Linked DNA regions of Gadus morhua: region 1 is linked to region 2. The links are chromatin contacts, called in public Hi-C maps. All regions are on one chromosome and are shown on one strand. Each heading gives the region's core, a stretch centred on a gene start, on an enhancer-like site or on the middle of the called end of the contact. The rest is flanking DNA. Distances are from core to core; before and after follow the strand shown. Region 1 holds the start of LOC115552271 (MORN repeat-containing protein 1). Region 2 holds the start of si:ch73-70k4.1 (pollen-specific leucine-rich repeat extensin-like protein 2).

What was found. Hi-C and Micro-C count contacts between places; a contact is called where the count stands out from the background.
Region 1: a contact with region 2 is called in a Hi-C map of heart, with 8 times the contacts expected there. The contact joins the promoter of LOC115552271 here to the promoter of si:ch73-70k4.1 in region 2. A contact is called at or near these places in 3 of 6 Hi-C or Micro-C datasets (blood, gill and heart).

Annotation. Positions count from the first base shown.
Region 1 is chr1:27,102,668-27,108,348 of gadMor3.0, reverse strand. LOC115552271 (MORN repeat-containing protein 1) reads left to right here and starts at 3,583. Exons shown (of 15, transcript XM_030368197.1): 1 at 3,583-3,685; 2 at 3,913-3,984; 3 at 4,280-4,378; 4 at 4,776-4,886; 5 at 5,319-5,409. The coding sequence starts at 3,610. si:ch211-251b21.1 (PBP2_iGluR_non_NMDA_like domain-containing protein) reads left to right here. Exons shown (of 10, transcript XM_030364887.1): 7 at 39-256; 8 at 377-596; 9 at 1,422-1,672; 10 at 2,071-2,610. The coding sequence ends at 2,169.
Region 2 is chr1:26,916,165-26,921,645 of gadMor3.0, reverse strand. It overlaps si:ch73-70k4.1 (pollen-specific leucine-rich repeat extensin-like protein 2), which reads left to right and starts at 4,055. Exons shown (of 5, transcript XR_003976794.1): 1 at 4,055-4,281; 2 at 4,504-4,642; 3 at 4,840-5,481. skia (v-ski avian sarcoma viral oncogene homolog a) reads right to left here and starts at 1,265. Exons shown (of 7, transcript XM_030356735.1): 1 at 1-1,265. The coding sequence starts at 698.

The DNA.
Region 1 (5,681 bases), core at 2,334-4,833, 190 kb before region 2:
CCAGTCAGTCACTATGTTCTGTATTTAATGTCCCCCAGGTGCTGGTCCTCACCCCAAATCGGTGTCCGGTCGTCTGGTTAGTGCCGTGTGGTGGGTGTTTGCCGTTCTGCTGCTGGTCTTCTACTTTGCCAACTTCAGCCACATGCAGCACGCCGATAACAAGCACGTGTCCATCAAGAACTTTGAGGACCTCTCTCACCAGGACGTCATAGAATACGGAACGGTGGAAGGTGGCTCCTCAATGTCCTTCTTTAAGGTGTGTTGATATCCTGGGTTCAGTCCCCAGCCTACCTGCTTTAGGCATCCATGAGCCAGATGCCTTAACCAAGAAACCTCAGTAAGAGAGCCGATTGTTAACAAGTCTTTTCTTTGGCAGAATTCAAACAACCCAGTCTTCCGGCGTATCTACCAGCACATGGAGCGCGGTAATACCTATGTGGCCACCATGGAGGAAGGCATTACTCGTGCTCAGGAGGGGAACTTCGCCTTTATCGGCGAGGCGGTGTCTCTGGACCTGGCCGCGGGTCGCTACTGCACGCTGACACGCTCCGAGGAGCTTGTGGCCATGAGGGCCTACGCCATCGCAGCACCCGTTGGTAAATGCTTGCCGCCTCACACAGCTACTAAGTGATTGTTTTTATTAGGTACAGGTCATTAAGGAGCAGGTAAGGATTAGAGATATCTTGCCCAAGGATGCCTACAGGTAGGCTGTGGATTTGGGGTTTTTGAAGCCAGAGCCTTTCAGCTAGGAGAAAAAAACAAATCATAACCGCTGATCATATTTATTATTGTTTCATGTCGAGAACTTTGTGTCCTGCTGGATCCTCTTGTTCCTCTTCCTCCCCTCTCCTGATTGGCTGAAGCCCCAATGTTGCTCAAGGCACCTACCAAATAGGTGAGCAAACCGCCGATTAAAGGGCAGACTGACTCAGTCGGGGAGACAGGTAGGATCTGGGATGAAGTCTGATCTGATAGCAGAGTTTTCATGTGTCGGCCATCGCCCGACGATGCAGCTCGGTGAAAGACTGATCGTCCAGACCAGTAGTAGGTACGTTGGCCGAAGTTGGCCCGACTTTAAAAGTCACTTACTGGGTCCGGGGCTTCAATATACCTGCAGGAATCCGAGAGAATTGCGCCTAGCCCCCACCCGCTCAAAAAAGACATGTATCCTATTGCAAGTCGCTTAATGTTTGTCGCTTTGAATAAGAGCACCTGCTAAACGACTAATGACTACTATTTAGTCAAATGACTCTAGAGTAAAATGACCAAATGCTAAATAGCTCTTCTGATAAAGGTAACAAGGCCTTGAACGAGGCCTCCTAAGCCCTGGACCTTCCTGGCTGGGAGGTCATTTTCTCTTCCCTCAAAGTTCACCACACCTCGGCCCCTTGTTTCCTTCCTTCCTCTACTTCCTTCCTTAGATTCGCCGCTGGTGAAGAACCTGACGGTGGCCATCCTGCAGCTCAGTGAGGGCGGGGAGCTCACCTACCTGCGAGACAAGTGGTGGCCCAACAACTGCCGGGAGGGCCAGGATGCTCACTCTGCCAACGCACTGGGGCTCCAGAACCTGCTGGGCCTCTTCCTCCTGCTGGGGCTGGGCCTGGCCCTGGGCCTCCTCGTAGCCCTGCTTGAGCTCCTATCCAAGGCCCGGAGCCTGGCCAAGGATGGGAAGGTAATGGTGACTGTAATGGGTGGTGACACGTTCCAGGTTCAGAAGGAATGGCGGAAACAACTTCCCCCCATGATATACAAGGCTGTTACACCGCCTTTCATAATGTGCTCTATAATGACAGCCCACGTGGAAGCGTCAACACAGATTAATCAGCCGACGGGTCGGTACAGACAACCGGGTAGGATGTTATGTCAATCCATCTACAACACCTGGTGGTAAAATGTGATAATTTGACCACACCTGGTGCTAAAACAGAGACCCTTTAACGGTACCGGTCAGTTGAAAAAAATAAAATAATATCCAAATATAATGGAGACTCAGTATTGTCCAGCTTCTTCAAGCTTGTGTGTGTTGTGTTTAAATGTGTTTTGTGTGTGTTTCTCTGTTTACTCCTCCAGAAGTCGTGCTGCTCAGCGCTGTCCACAGAGTTAGCTCAGCGTTTCAGAGGCGGGGCGGAGAGCGCGGACCAGGAGATCGCAGATAAGAGCAAGGCGTAACAGAACGCCATCAGAGTCCAGATGCCCGGACGCTCATAGTGGAGTTTCAAAGTGGAAGGAACTAGGCTGAATGTAGGACCTCATTCTGAATGGAAGCAGCTATAACTGACAGAGGTTAATTTTTCCCCAGTGAGAATAGGTATTCCATTCCTATAGATTGCTTTTCTTAACCGTTCAAGTAACTGTGAATGCACCATTTGAGTGTCAAACGATGTCAACGTTCAAATATTTTGTCACTGTAGGCAACTATTTAGCAGGGCAAATTAGCCATATCCAATGCTATCAAGAAAGTGTGTTATGCAATGAAAAAAAACTATTGTAAGGTGTTACATTCGCTAGGCTATAGTGTGACAGCAAGAATCCATAGGCAAGAACAACTTCAGCCTACAAAGTATGATTATCGGCATTTCACATTAAATAAAGGATTGATGAAATAAAGAGTTTTGTGAAAGTGGTATGCTTTGGAAACATGAACTACTATAATGGCATGTCAAATGTTAAGAATATATATACCCTACATATATCATATATATAAATATCTAATATATATAATGTTTACCACAGCCATAGTTTACTTACTTTAAAGAGGACCTATTATGCTTTTTCGACTTTTATGACCTATAAACGTTGTTATAATGATTGATAGTCATGTTTAACCATACTAAAGTGTCAAATAATGATGTACATGCAGTTCGACGTATTCCCTGCTGACAGTCTGGGGTGGCTGGGCAGAGCGCTAGACACTCGGAACAACGTTTGCGATTCACTTGTTCACATTTCCGGGAAATCATCTACGTGAACGCACTCCTGCAACGCCCCCATATGCCTGGTCAAATCTGCCCACTCTGCCCCCGCGCGGGGGTCTTCCCTAAGGTAACCAATCACAACGGAGTGGGGTTGGCAGGAGTGGGGCGAGGGGGCGGAGAAGGACGAAACCGAGCGTTGACAGAGAATGCTGAAAGCGCCCAGATGAGAGGAAGAGTTTCCCGAAAAACTACATCGTTTTTTGTGCTGTGATTCGTGTGAGGTTGCGCTATAGGAGTCATTAATAATAAATGAAGACCAGAAAATTAGCATAATAGGGGCTCTTTAATGAACTAACGTTTGGCCTTATGGCATAAATGGTCATTGTACTGCATAAAGTTTATGCAGTACAATGACCATTTACATTTCTTACATGTTTTATATATTTACAATTATTTCACCTTATTTGCCACCCATGTTTGAAGACGAACAGTATGCAGTACAATGACCATTTACATTTCTTACATGTTTTATATATTTACAATTATTTCACCTTATTTGCCACCCATGTTTGAAGACGAACAAAGTATAGCTTATGTATGCCTCTACAATTTACCTTCGTATATTGGTTTTATTCGTTTTGCAACTCTTTATTGTTGCAAAGCGGAGTTGCAGTTGCTATGGATCCGCGTTGTCATGGACGCAATCAAATTAAAGATGGAGTCCAAGAAAGCGAACTATGTCGGAGAGGTCTCCAATCAAAAACGTCATGGTAAATACATTACTTTTAGTTTTAGAGAGTATCTCCGGTTAAGCTTGACAGTGCTTGTTATAATCCTACAAAGTATGCCTAATATTCATTGAATCATCAATTAATGTATAAAGATATGACAATTGGTCGATTTACAATCCATGTGACCAAGGTATCGTTAGAGTTAGCGAGAGATAGTGTGTTATTAACTATCCAGGCTAACTCAAGTCCCATCAATATCCCAATAGGCTACGGAAAATATGTTTACCCAAACAGCTTTTTCCTCTATGAAGGGGAATGGAGCATGGGGAGAAAGCACGGTGAGTTAAGTTCTCACCCAGACTACATTTTAAACTTGAATATCTCGTCTAACGTTCATGTGTAGATCTGAATCACAAAGTTAGGCATTTTCAAATGTCTGTTCATCCTACGAACAGTTTGTTCAAGCAAATACTCAAGTCTTTATGAGATAAAGAATTCATCTGTTTTTTTTCCTCGTGCGGGTTACTGATTAAACAAGCAAGGATTATGTTAGGGTTGTGGTGTAGATTATGGATTATGTTATGTGTCTTTATTGACGGGTATAAATTGCCGCTGGTTCTTGTTTTGGAGCAGGCCTTGGCAAACTGATGATGAAAGATGGCAGTTTTTATGAGGGGGAATTTATCTGCGGGGAGATTGAAGGAAGCGGCCTGCGACACTGGGCTAAAACGGGTAAGATGCCTTCAGGGTCTCGATGTTAATGTTGATTATGCCTGAGTTATACGAATCATAGCAGTTATTACGCCGCTGACATGATATTGTCAGTAAAAAAAAAGAGGACTGCACACATATGGCAACCGTCTGCCCTTAAATTATAGGGTAACGATATTAAAGTGGTAATAACATATTCTATATGATAAATGTATTTTAATGAGAACCTTTCTGTTATTCCAATTGTTCCATATATTTCCCTCAACTAAATCTACAGTACTGTATACATAAACAGTTTTTACATCTTATTTATGCATATGTTTGTTATAGTCTTCTATATTAATTTAGTTTTGACGTAAACAGACTGATATAGCTATTCAAACCAGGCTCATATGTTTATTCAACGTCTGTTTTGAAGGGGATTCTTACTCTGGAGAGTTCAAACAAGGTGAGCTCCATGGCTTTGGAGTACTGCAGAGAGCCAGCGGTGAATCATATGAAGGACAGTTCTGCTGCGGCCTCAGAGAAGGTGGGGAAGGAACGCATTGACGAGGAAACACTTGTTAATAAATTTAGTCCCAACTTTCCAAATCCCTTTGGCTGTGACGATAATCCCACATAACCTGGAGACGTATATATTGGGTATGAAATGGCCCCAGAAGTAATTTATTACAGGATTTGTGTGTAGAGCATTTTATATATAAATATATGTGCATATAATAATACATATTCGTGTGAGAGAGAGAGCGAGAGAGAGAGAGAGAGAGAGAGAGAGAGAGAGAGAGAGAGAGAGAGAGAGAGAGAGAGAGAGAGAGAGAGAGAGAGAGAGAGAGAGAGAGAGAGAGAGAGAGAGAGAGAGAGAGAGAGAGAGAGAGAGAGAGAGAGTGTGTGTCAAAAGGGGGCTTCAAGTATTAGGGACTTTATTGTCATTACACATGTCAAAAATTAACAAAATCCTCAGGTCACGGATCCCTGACAGATTCAGATGGCCATGCCTACCTAGGCTCCTTTCACCGGGACAAGAGACACGGGGAGGGCCGCATCGAGTACAGGTAGGAACCCTCTGACCAACAGTGTTTTCTGGGTTGTGTACAGGAGGTACCGCTGCATGTGGAACAAATTTAGTGATTAGAATCCTTTGACATATGAAAACAACAAATAGGTGTGCTGATTGATTTATAGGTTCATATTTCTTTACCAGGAATAGTGGACATTGGGTTGAATATTACACCGTAAAGTCAGTCTTGCTTTACCCCGCATCAAAATAATTATATATCTTTACTGAACTTAAACAATATTAATTTATTGGAGTTACATTCCGATT
Region 2 (5,481 bases), core at 2,806-5,305:
CTGCAGTCCAGGCACTGGATGCACGCTGCGTTGGGGCTGGTGTACAACTCGGGCACGAAAAGACCCTTGCACTTTCCGAAACACTCGTGGTACACTTTGAAGCTCTTCTCAGTGATCTCCAGCTCCAGCGGGGCGCCGGTGAACTCTTTCTTGCAGTGCGGCGGGTACGCGCCGCCGTAAATCAGGGCGTTGCACAGCCGCTCCGCGTCCGTCTTGGTGATGAGGCCACAAGACGGAGCGGAGAATGGCAGGATCCCCATGACTTTGAGGATCTCGAGTTGGTCCGCCGTGCACCGCGAGCAGTAGATGTGAAGGTCGTCGCACACCGAGTTGATCTGCTGCAGGGAGAAGTCCCGCAGGACCGTGTTGAGGATCTGCGGCAGACACAGTCGCTTCTCCCCGCCGACCACGAAGCACGAGATGGTCTCGGTCTCGAGCACCGTCTCGCACCTCTCGGTGGAGCGGTCCGAGGGGATGAACAGGGGTCCCGGCATCACGGGAGGGGGTGCCGACTGCATGGGCAGATGCAGGACGGGCTCGGGCTCTTTCCCCTCTTTCTTGAACAGGAGGTCATGTTGCCACCTGGCCGAGAATGCCGCAGGTCCGCCGAGTGAGCTCATAGAACTGAGATGGAACTGCTTCAGAGTTTGTTGCAGTCCCGGATGAGGCTGGAAGCTCTGGCGAGTTACCGTCTCCATGTTTTCCCCTCAACTTTGCAAATGGCAATTCTTCTCGTCGACTGGGAGTCGGTCAAATAGTAACGCAAACTCGATGAAATAGGTCCACGTTCCTCGTAAATCCGAGCTCTCCCAGAGTTTGTCGAGATTGCGAAACGCTTCATCAAACATCCACGGGGGGAAAAAAAGTCCCAGACCGAAGAGTTGTCGTAAGCGTAGCCCCCCTTGGGTTAACACTAGGCGGACGGCGACACCGGCGAGACTCTCCGTGCTGCTGAACGCTCCGCACTGTCCATTGCTGGTCTGGTTCGCTGTCCGCTCGCAAACTCCGTCGCGCTTTTAAGTTTCCGAAAAAAAGTAAGTAAGTAAACGAATCGTGTCCGCGTGTCTGTTCTCTACGACAATCGATTAACAAAAGTCGTTAGCCTACTTAAAACCCTATTTTTGCTGTCGAGTATTCTACTGCAGCAGAGACTACACTCCGTCTGCCCCCGCAGTTCGCTATGCCTGTATGGAGATGAGAAGTCTATGAGCTAGTCTCGCTCTCTCTCCCCCGCCTCTCTCTCTCTCTAGTCCCCCGCCTCTCTCTCTCTCTCTCTCTCTCTCTCTCTCTCTCTCTCTCTCTCTCTCTCTCTCTCTCTCTCTCTCTCTCTCTCTCTCTCTCTCTCTCTCTCTCTCTCTCTCTCTCTCTCTCTCTCTCTCTCTCTCTCTCTCTCTCTCTCTCTCTCTCTCTCTCTCTCTCTCTCTCTCTCTCTCTCTCTCTCTCTCGTACACACACACACACACACACACACACACACACACACACACACACACACACACACACACACACACACACACACACACACACACACACACACACCACAGCCCTCCCTCTCTCCTCCTTGGTGTGTTTGTGTGTGTCTGGCTCAGTCATTGAATCCCAGCCAAGAATGTGACTGACTCCGCAGGCAGGCTCGGCTGTTCCAGGAACCAGCCGCCACTCCCCCTCCTCTCGGGTGTAGAGCAGCCAGCAGCCGTACGAGAGGGAGTGAGAAGGGGAAGGAAAGAGGGAGAGAATGGAGAAGAAAAAGCGACCAGAGCTTATGTGAATCATTTGGTTCACGGCTGTAAAAACCAAGAGGATGGGTGGGGTTTTTTGCGAGACGAGTCAAATTTAGCTTCCGAGGGGAAATGCAAATTAAACGACATGGACGCGGTTTATTTTCTTCTGCTTTTCTCTGCTATATTGTTTTATTTTTATTTTTGTCGAACGGCACCAACTAACCGAGTGTCCGATTACATTACAAGAGGAAACGTAAAAGAAACCTTAATATCTTTAATGTTAAAAAAAATAAACTTGTTTTTGAACATTATTTTTAATTGTTTTAGATATTGGTTTATATATAGGCCTACGTTAGACATATGTATACGTTGGATAAGGCTAGTATTAGTAGGTTGGTTATATTTTAGAGTAGTTGTAATAACCTATATTCAGTGATTCGTAATAGGATATGTTAATAGAACAGGCTTTATGAGATCTGTTTCAGTACCTATTATGGTGCAAAGCAGTTACCTGTGATTTATTGTAATACCGCATTTATTCTATTACCACACGTATATTCGAACTAGACAAAATGTTTTTACATCAGCCAACAAAGCAGTAGCCTATTCATAATTCCGTTTATATGCTGCATCAATTCTGCTTAATTAGTTATACTCTCTCGCATCTTCGGAATGTGTGTACCGTGTAGTTAAGGTCAGACTTCCAGAGCAACTTTAAGAATGGTTGTTTACTACTCCTATGGCGTCCCCTAGCCAGATGCGATTATAACTGCAGTTTAATAGGAAGGGCCTAATTTGGGAAGCTCTATGCGCTCCTATACTGCTACTACAGCGGCAGCAGTACAATCAATTGGACATTTATCAAGTTATTATTTGAACTCATTATTGAAGATTCATTGGCTTTTGCGTTTGTACACAATAAATAGAAATTACCACCGGTGAATGACTTTAAAACTCGTATAACACACATTTGTGTGTGTGCGCGTGTGTGTGTGTGTGTGTGTGTGTGTGTGTGTGTGTGTGCGCGCGCGCGTTACCCTCTTGTCAACGTATCATATTCTCAAAACGATTATTGTAATATGGGTTTTGTGAATGGGTAATGGTTATCATTATTGTGTTATTCTTCTGTGTTTCTACATAATATCCCCTGCCTATTTTTCCCGGTGCATTTTGCGGGGCCCTTTCCATCCCAAATTGGACGAGGGCTCGGCTACTTTTTATTCCACATCATCTATCCTGCCCGTAGCCATGGTTACCGTGCACAACATGGGATCACAACTCCTCCTCGACGACATAACATCACTTTCCAAGGCCTAGGCGCCACCCCCCCCCCCCCCCCACTGCAATAGAAGTCATCCAAGACCCAGTCTCTCTCGCTGCCGCTGTGTTTCAGTGCTTAAAGGACTCTGTGGTTGAGGGGAAAAAAGTATTTTACCCTTGTTGGCGACTGAAGAACAAACCCTCTGGAATAGCGATCTAAACCGGGCACCATTCAAAAATTACTGGCCTCACCTTATTTCAAAGTGGCAGGTTTTCCCATAGCGGGTTTTAATCCCTCTCTCTTCTCTTCTTTTCCTTCGCTCAGTTCCAGCTTCTCCTTGTCTTTTCCATTGCATAATTGTAGCCGCTATCCGTTGGTCCCTCGCCTCTGTCCAAAAGCTTAGAAGACTTTACAGAGTGTAGTCCCACCAATAATATGACTTCAAGTTTCCACTTATTGTGTGTCCTTAACCCTATATAGCCTACCGACAGTAAGGTTGTGATGGAGCTAGCACTTGTGCATGATGTCACCTTAATGTTTTGTTGATGCACACCCAGGCCTATGTGAATTTGAAAGAGGAGATTTCATTATTCCAGGCAAGAGGGATATGAATGCGGCCAGGCCTGTGCTAGATCTTAAGAGGTCCTAAGAGGACAAACACACGTAGATACTACTACAATGTTATAATCAGCAGCTATAAAATACCTTTGTATTTTATAGCTTTATTAACTGGCACAAAACACCGTTTTTTTTTCCAATTTACTTCTATTCACATTATAGATCTTTATGCATGTTAGTAGATGGATTTTGGAAAGAAGACAACGATTTTTTAATGAATGAATATTTATTAAACAAATCATAAAATGAATGCATTGATAATAACGTTTTTTCATTGAATATTTTTCATTTGTTTATTAACAATAATATATAGAAACAATAATTTATACAGTACATGATATCATAGCATCAGCCGTAAAACACATTTATCAATTTGGATTATAAATATGCATACAAATTGCCTTGTCGGCTGCGTGTTTCTTATTGGTTGTATTTTAGTGACATCACTGTACAAACAAGGAAGTCCTCGTCTCGTCTAGCTGTGGGATTTACCGCGAAGTTTAATACCAAACCACACATGGCGGACAAATACCCTAAATCTAAGCTGAAGAGAAAGAAATCCGCTGTGATCGAGCCTCAAGGGGACAGATACAAAAAAGATTCTTTGAAGTTTAGTATACCGTTCAATTCCCCTGATCTTACCAAAGAAGTAAAGACTGACAGTAGCAAAGGAAATAGGGGGTAAGAAAATGTAGGGCTTGCTGTTTATTCAACATTAACGGGCTTATACTGGCTCTATACTCTATAGGCTAAATGTGATGGACACATTATGTAAGGGATTTAAACAAGAAACAAGCATGCCAGCTGTTAATTGAATGCAATGTAGCGCTGTACATCATCAGTAGTTTTGGAAAACTATAACGTATCGCCACAGAATCTAACATAAATTTCCCCGATTTGCAGAACAGTGTCTCCAACCCTACCATGGTGGACTCGAAACGATCTGAATTCGTCAGAAAAGCTATGGGCCAGCGCAATAGAGACAGTTCTCCCTTTCCTGGGTTCTGAGCACTGGGACCCCCTCCCAGAACCCTCCGCAGCGGTAAGATGCACTTGCCATCCATTTTATTTCCTCTGTCTCTCTCTAGCTATAGCACCTATGGCGAAGCCCTGAGGGCCATAATAAGCAAAACTTAAGCCAATTTTTCTTTGCAGCACTTTATTTAAAATCAGTATGTTGTCATTGCCTCAGTTCAAAATCCAATTTTAAATGACTATTCTCTTATCAATTGTTTCTAGACTTCCAGGCAGAGCGAACGCCAGCCACCCACTCCAGCCAATGAAGTCCCCCCTTTCCCTGAACCCTCCAGACCCCCAGGATCCCCTCTCCGAAGTCCCCCCCGACCCCTCGATACCCACTCCCCAGCGCAACCCGTCGAACCCTCACCCCCCGCTAGTCCTCCGGTGACCCCTCCTCAGGGCGGAGGAGGAGGTGGGCTCCAGGTCCCAGAGACCACAGCGGCCAGTCCCTCCTCCCTGGTGGTCTATTCACCACCAGGGAGGAGGGAGGACTCGAGACCAGCCCCGACCCAGAAGGAGGTCCCGGCAGGCAGAGAGTCGGTCCCTGAGAAGACGCGGCGAACGGGGGATCTCGCTGGCAGGCCGGTACGGCCGTTCCCGCTTTGGAGCGGGTCCACCGCCAGAGCTTGTGAGCCCCCCCCGGTGGTGCCCCCCTTTTCAGGGGAGCACCTGGCAGAGAGGGGGGAGACGATGAGGGGGGTGCAGGAGGCCATGTTGGATGAGAGGGTGGAGGAGGCGGGACCATCTGGGGCTCAGCGACAGGGTGGCGGCAAGGGGGATGGACCGAAGGAGGCGGAGCTAGGAGAAGGAGGGCGAGAACGAACCCAGTGTTGCCCCATGTGTACGCTGGTGTTCCCAAGC